Regions from separate parts of the Capsicum annuum genome. Here region 2 is linked to region 1. The links are chromatin contacts, called in public Hi-C maps. All regions are on one chromosome and are shown on one strand. The core of a region is the stretch at or near the end of the contact, and the rest is flanking DNA. Distances in the headings are between cores, read along the strand shown.

Region 1 (3,647 bases), core at 592-3,091:
GAATCTTGGCTCTTTAGGTAGAAATTTCTGTTCAGTATAAACATTCATGTAATCACCAAACACAAAAGCTGGATAATCGAATTCCACCTGATTATTTTTCTCGTCCTTATTCTCTGAAATTAGTTGAGGTGCAGGAGCAATAGTCGCTTTCAAAGAGGGATTGTAAAACGAGGCAATTGACCTCCTAGTCCCATTTTCCTTGGCCATAACTCGATGCCACACACTTTTGTACTTGCCATTACTAAGAACCTCAATTTGGTCACCAGTGTTGATGACGATGGCATTCTGGATCGGCTGAACATCGATCCATTCGCCATCCTTGAGGATTTGGAGACCATCAACTTGATCATCTTGAAACAGCAAAATGACACCACCAGCATCAGTGTGTGCTCGTAGGCCGTTCACCATTTCGGGATGAGGGCATGGTGGATAATGACTGACTTTAGTACCGAAAAACGCATTTTTGGATCCTTCTTCACCGTTATTGAAGGCTTTGTTGATGAAACCTTTTGGTAGACCTAAGTTTTCGTCCATTACTTCCATCACTTGTTTTGCTAGATTCTTCAGTTCTGATCGATACTCTTTCATTATGTCCCTGTTTATTTAATATATATATATATATATATAAAAGTGTATGCATTTGTTAGTGAAATGATATAAAAAAAATCATATATTTATTGTACAATTTCTATGATTTTCATCTTGATTAACAGAAAATGCAGTGTTTATATCATATAGCTGGTGGAATTTTGTAGATAATATTGTTTGTTTGAAAGCTTGGATCAAGCTTGGTGAATCCAAACAACATCACGATGAGACTTATAGAAGGAAAAATCTACCTACTAGTTATTGCGTGTTTATTTGTAAATATCTTTTAGGTGGTCTGATGGTGTAGAGACTCTTTTGCACTAACAGTATATATACAGAAATTGAGCTCTTTTCTACTTAGATCTCGTTTGTGGGGTTGGAATTCGTAGAATTGAGGGAGGAATATATATTTGTGTGTGAGAAAGATTATGGACCCATTTAAACTTTTAGATTTTGAAAGCAATTTGTCAGATGCAACTCCAGTTATGTTATTCTAATTAAAAATGTTTTTAGAGTAAAAGTTTGAACCTGAATTGAGGAATATCGGAGGGCCATTCATTATAATCAGTGAGAAGGAACACATCTTCCCAGTCTACGTTTTCAACTTTGCTGCCATTGCTCTTATTCTTCTCCACATCATCCAGCAATTTCAATGCTGTTGACTTGTTGAAATTCTCTTCTCTTTCCTTCTTGAAGCATTCTGAGGAAACCCTCTTCACCTTCTCAAGAAGTTCCACAGGAATCCCATGATTCACCAACTGCACAAAACATAATTCATGTTGCATCGTTTGATTAGACATGAAATTTAGGAAACAACATAAGACTAGCTAGCTAGAGCTAGTTTGAAATTTTTCATTTTACATTTCATAACGTAATATTTATGTGAATGTAAAAGCTTGTAATTGCGTACTAAAGGTAAGATGAGAAGTTTGAGTTAAATTACTTGGGCTATCGAGTTGTTTTGTGCTTGCTCATTCTAAATAAGAGAAAATCAAATGACACTATACCTGAAAGAATCCCCATTCTTCACAGCAAGTGGCAATCTGAGCCAAAGTCTTGGTTCTCTCCTCTCCATTAAGCTTTGAAAAATCAATTACTGGAATAGCCATTGATGATGCAATTATACAACAAAAGTACAAGTATCCAGAAAGAGCAAAATATAAGTAAGAGAGAAAACAATATATGCTAGAAAGTGGAAAGAGTTTTTCTTCTTTTCTTAGGATGGCACTAATCACTATTTATGTTTGTGGGATAGGAAACAATTACCACAGTCCTATTTATAGCAAAAAAAATTCAGACACCTTGGATGTCAACTCTCTAAATAATTTATTACTACTTTATTTTTCCTTTTTTGTCCAATATTTTAAATGATAAACAAAGTGTAGCCGTTAGAGTAGCTAGGCTAATTTGGACGGTGACATCAAATTAACTTATTAAACAAGGTCAATGTCTTCATGAGTGATGAGTCATTGCTTCCCCAAAACAGAAGCATTTTCGTCATGACATAATAATTAATGCTGCATTTCCATCTCATAATAATAATAATAATACTCAAATAAGTTGTTAACGACATAATAATAGTAGTAGTATTGGTCCCTTTGAATACATGATATTCTTGAATAAAAAAAAAATGCCTAGTTTGGAAAGTTTAGTATTTTTGACTAATTGTACAACTTTTCTTTTTCCGAGTAATTTGAGGTTTAGAAGCACTTTTGAAAAGATTGGTCATCCATTGCTTTTGAAATGCTAACGCCAGTTTTTTTCTTTGGCCAAATACAAATTACTCTCTCCGTTCAAAAAAGAATGGCCTATTTTTTTTTAGTCCGTTTAAAAAAGAATGATTCCTTTCCTTTTTTGGCAATACTTTAATTTCAACTTTCCACATGACATGTTTAGGATCACAAGATTAAAGGATATTTTGGTACATTTGACAAAACTTTAATCCAAGGCCACAAGATTCAAAAGTTTCTTTATTTTCTTAAACTTTGTGCCAAGTCAAAGTAGGTCATTCTTTTTGAAACGGAGGGAGTATTATATAGTTTGACAAAAGTATTTTTCATAATTAACATACTTTGAACCTTGAACATAAACAATCTCTTGTTGGGTTCAATGTATATGAAAAGTGTGAATGGAAAATGGAGGGAACCAAGTGAAAGAAAAAAAATAGAGAAGAAAAACACTAAAATGGAAAGTGTACTCTAAAATGACAAGTCTATTAATTCTCCCACATTGGTGGGAGAATGTGACTTTCAAGTGTTTCTATTAAGAAACACTTATTCCACTTGGTAAGTGAGGCAAGAAATAAGAGATGCCTCACGTCATCGTCGTCGTCGCTCGGCTCGTCTTTGGATTTGGATTTGGTTTTGAAAAATGATCGATCGATGAGATCTATCGTTTTGGACAAAGTTTATTTGACAGAAATTTAATCCCTCCATTTATATGCATGCATGCAGTGACTGACACTATTTCGAAATACTATGTAGAAATGAAATTTTCCAGAAAGGTCACACCTTTTAAGTGAACCATTGCCACCTTTTCGAAGAGGCATCTAATAGGCTATATAAACCTGCTTTCATCCATAGCTTTAGACACGAATTTCTGAAATAAAAACTCTCTTCTTGTCTTTAAAAACATTCTGGGTTATCAATCAATTCGTTGAGTGAGTTCGTTGAATCCAACAATTTGAGGTACCTCTATTGTTCGGATTGAAGACCATTTTATCCTGGGAGGAAGATTCCATAACCTCGGGTACAGTGAGAAAAATTATTCCTTAAGGACACTCCGTGAAGTCGGGGGACTTGGCCTTAAAATTCTATTTCATCTCTTTTCTGAACATTAACACACTTCTTAAATAGATTATTCATAATCTAGTGTTGAAGGTGTTAAGGAACTTCATAAGTATTCTTATCTTGGACTTGAACTAGTGTTGAAGTTCGTATTGCTTATGTACAGATTCTTGTACCCGAATACATACTAAATAACAATCTTAAGGAATAATTTTACTGTTTATGAATCTGTATAGCTTGTTTCTGGAGTTTAAAGCTTTTAGCTTTCTACTC
Region 2 (4,225 bases), core at 543-3,042, 48 kb before region 1:
GGACGGCTTGGCTCAGCAGTAAGCTTGCTTGCCGTGGAGTGTCAGGTCGGGGGTTCGAATCAGCCTCCCTGCAAAGCAGGGGTAAGACTGCCTAGAGTATTCCCTTCCCCAGTCACCCACGAAGTGGGTATTGAACTGGGTCGGCCCTTTTTTTTGATTATTGGCACCTGTATGAATGCATATATTTGATGTCACACCATGAAATCTGCGTGATTCAGTGGGATGTATCGAGTTGGTAGCAAAGGCACAACTGCTTTATTTCATGCTATTCTGTTAGAAGCTTAAGTGATTTGCATGTAAACAGATTTCAGAGGATGCACGCAACAATGCTTGGGTCTCCTTTGATGGGAAGAGACGACAACAACTGTCTAGAGGAGATTCTATTCGAATATGTATGAGCCAGCATCCACTTCCTACAGTCAAGAAGGCTGACCAAACAGGTGATTGGTTTGGTAGCTTGATCCGCTGCCTGAATTGGAATGAGAGACTAGACCAGAAAGCACTCTGAAGCTAACTTGAACTATTCATCCCCACATTGATGTAAAATTTTGTAGTGTCATATAAGAACAACTGAATTACATAGAAAATTCATTTTCCCCGTACTCCTATTTATGGACCTTTTTTGATTGAACTCTTCTCTTCTGTATCGAGGATCATCGAGATAAGCAAGAATGTTATTTCGACGGAAAATACCATTCCGGGGATTTCTATTGAGATGCTTGAATAGGACATTAGTTCATTCTTGAGTTCTTGAATAGAGTTTAGTGGAATGGTAGATTTTTTTTCTTAGCCGTTTTAACAAAAAAAAACAGAATTCTCGTGTTCTCGTGGAGAATAGGTACATATACAAGATTATATTGACCAATACATATGATTTGAGTATGATCTGAATAATTAAGGATCTTGTTTCTTTTTTACCATCAAAATTCCGACTAAATAATTTCTGTCTCACCTGATATTGGTTACTGAGAGGTTAGAAATAAAATCCTATCTATTACTACATCACACTTTTTTCTTGATTCTCCTTTATTAAATGGAAATGTTGATTCATCCTGTCAAAAAGAGTGAACCTTCTCAGGTTTGGTGTGTATAAACTTAGGAATTTATTGACATAACCTCATGAATCAGTAGTGCTCAAGGACCAACATGCCATCACTCTAGGGATTATTTGGTAAAGTGTATAAGAATAATGTTGAATATGATGTATTAGTAATGGTTGCATAAGTAGTGTAGGTATAAGTTGTGCTTGCATTAGTTATGTTGACATTATTTCTTATACATTGTTTGGTTTGATGTATTAGAAACAATATATATATTATAATTTTTATAAAAAAAATATTTATTAACAAAAATACCCTTTTAACTTTCTTTGTCTGATTTTTTTTAAAGCAATTGAAACCTTAACATTCAACCCTTTACCAATTTAAACAAATTCAAAACTTCAAACCTAAATCTTTTTTACCTAGATTCATAAACTCTAAAAACAAAGAATTCAATTTCAAATTCATACCCAATAACCAAATATCCAATTTTAGTGGAGAAGAGTAATCTGATTAACGAAAAGAAAGAAGAAAATATAGTGTGATAATAAGCCGCACACTGCTATCGCTGCACGTAATTCACTATTCTAGTCATTGTCCATGTTGCTATTCTCACAATTCTTTTTTGATAATATAAAAAGAGAGGCCCCCAAGGGGGTGGTTGAGTTGGTTTGAGGGGGACTTCCCATAGCAAAGGTCGCGGGTTTGATCCATCCCTAATGCCTTCTCAATCGAGCTTGTCGCACGGGGTTTACCGAGTGCGGTTTACATCTTCTGTGCGGTTTGCGAGCTATTGCACAGTGAGGGGTTTACCCAGTGCACACACAGTGCTCACCCGAGGGGAAGAGGGTGTAACAGCTACGGATTTTCCTGGAGTTTTCAAAAAAAAATAAAATAAAAAGAGAGGCTGTTTTAAGTTGTATTACCATGGAAAGAAGATGCAGGTACTATGAAAAATGGCTTGGGGGAAGTATTTTAGTAGAAGGAAGATTATTTTAGTAGAACGAAGATGTAGGTACTACGGAAAATGGGTTGGGGCAAATATTTTATCGTCATGGCGCCCCATCTACGATCATCATCCTTATACATTGTCCATTTATACATCATCCTTATACATGAGAAATATCATGAGAAAAATATTACCATTAGCATCATATCTATGCTTTTCTTATACTCCTTCCGTTTCAAAATAATTGAATTATTGGAATATGACACACATCTTACAAAAAAGATAGAGACATAAATTGATTATGTTTTTTCATTTTTATCCTTTTCAAACTCCAAAACATTAGTAATGATCATTGGAACTTATCCTTGAAAATTTAATTAATGAAGGGTAAAATCAAAAAAAATTTCCAACATCTATCTTGAACAATAAACAATTCAATTATTTTGAATATAAAAAATACACCAATAATTTAATTATTTTGAAATGGAGAGAGTACAAACCACAAATAAATTTGTGAGTGTGAGAAAAGTATTTTTGAGTTTTGCAAAACTATTTGATAGTTTTATGCAAAGTACAAGTACTTTTTCTTTATTGGTGTTTGAATACAAACATTTTCCTTTAGTCAACACTGCACAGATGACAAACAGCAGCCCGTACTGTGCTTCTTTGCAAGTCGCGGATGGGCCGGCGACTTAGAAGTCGTTATTCCTCAGGCTGTTTGTCCGTTTTAGTTTTTTCCAAATTTAATTATCACCTTTGGTATTCTTGATAAAAAGAAGAGCCCTTTTGGCTCCGGATTTTAATTTTGTCATTTAATAAATTAATGCATGTATTAAAATTCTTTATATTATTAATACATAAAAAATTGGTGATATTAGTAATACATTGCTTAATACACAATAGAGTGTGTAATAAATACAAACATTAGTTATACATAGGCTAAAAAAAGTACCAAACAAGATATTACTAGTACACAAGAATAATACATGCATTAAATTTTTTAACACGCTGTACCAAAGGACCCCTAATTTTCAACAGGCTTATTAATGTCTGTAGAGTGATTTTTGTACGAGAGTAAAATATCATTAACGACCTAAACTTCTAATTTTTTATTTTTTTTCCTTTTTTACAAAATAAAGACCTAATATGTTTTGTTATATGCTAAATATATACATGTTTGGTCACATATACCTATATTAACACAACCAAACCAAACATATCAGGTCATTGATGATGATATATTCTTAAGACAAATTATAGTTAATTAAACGACGTTACGATCACGTTAAGGGTGGACTTTTGGTTTGTAAGTTAGCCATAGTTTGGTTCCTTCACAAGTCTCTGACTTTTAACTATAATAACTATTGGAGTTGACCTCACCCCTATCTCAATGTAACAGTTGAATTCCGGTTTCCTAGTTAAGTAGTAGTTTGTTCTCTTCACGATGTATCTGACTTTCTAATTCATTAAATATATTTTTGTTTAATCTTTAAGAAACTGACTTTTAACTTCTGAAATAATCTTTAGACCTAAGTCTATACATCAATTAATATAAGTAATAGGGTAAATACTATATTAATTGTTGTTTCGTCAGAGGCACGCAAAGTCCAATAATAGACGAATAAAAGTGAACCAAGGGAATAATTAATTTCTGATTTTTCAGTATGAAGCAATTAAAGATAACCTTTTTAAACTACTGATGTCATGAATAAACAAACGCTTAATATAAACCTATAAAGAAGATACTTCATTCCTTTCATATTATTTGATCGTTTTTGATCCGGCAACCTTTTAATTTTTTTTTTAATTAGAGGTGTTTTACTAAATTAATCTTATTAATAATATTTTAGAACTATACATTTGATTACTACTATTTTATGTAGTAACTAAAATATTTTAGAACTATACATTTGATTACTACTATTTTATGTAGTAACTAAAATAATAAGGATAGTATGAAAAAATATAATTAAATTTTCTTAATTTGTTAAAGTGAACAAGTACTCCATCCGTTTTATTTTACTTGAACCAAATTTACTTGTCGCACCCTTAAGAAATCTTTAATTGAAGATGTATTTTACAAAACTAACCCTGCTTATGACGTTTACTAAAATTAAACTACTACATTAACTTATGTACTTATTTAATGCTAAGGGTAGAAAGAAAAATAAATAATAATATTCTCTTAATTTCATAAGTTGACAAGTTATAAGTAAAAAAAATTTACTTTTAGCAT

Evidence for each region. Hi-C and Micro-C count contacts between places; a contact is called where the count stands out from the background.
Region 2: a Hi-C map of leaf shows a contact between it and region 1, with 1.8 times the contacts expected there. The contact joins the enhancer-like site here to the promoter of LOC107869652 in region 1. A contact is called at or near these places in 2 of 5 Hi-C or Micro-C datasets (leaf and placenta).

The regions. Positions count from the first base shown.
Region 1 is chr4:160,289,896-160,293,542 of UCD10Xv1.1, reverse strand. LOC107869652 (1-aminocyclopropane-1-carboxylate oxidase 5) reads right to left here and starts at 1,841. Exons shown (of 3, transcript XM_016716152.2): 1 at 1,596-1,841; 2 at 1,117-1,346; 3 at 1-595. The coding sequence starts at 1,697.
Region 2 is chr4:160,336,843-160,341,067 of UCD10Xv1.1, reverse strand. LOC107867787 (NAD kinase 2, chloroplastic-like) reads left to right here. Exons shown (of 9, transcript XM_047410335.1): 9 at 305-708. The coding sequence ends at 508. Among protein-coding and RNA genes, the nearest start is that of LOC107867787, 10 kb to the left of the region's middle. Within about 2 kb of position 1,792, at least 1 of the 5 cell types and tissues checked has an H3K27ac peak or open chromatin away from gene starts, as enhancers often do. A contact at or near this core is called in leaf, where this site is marked.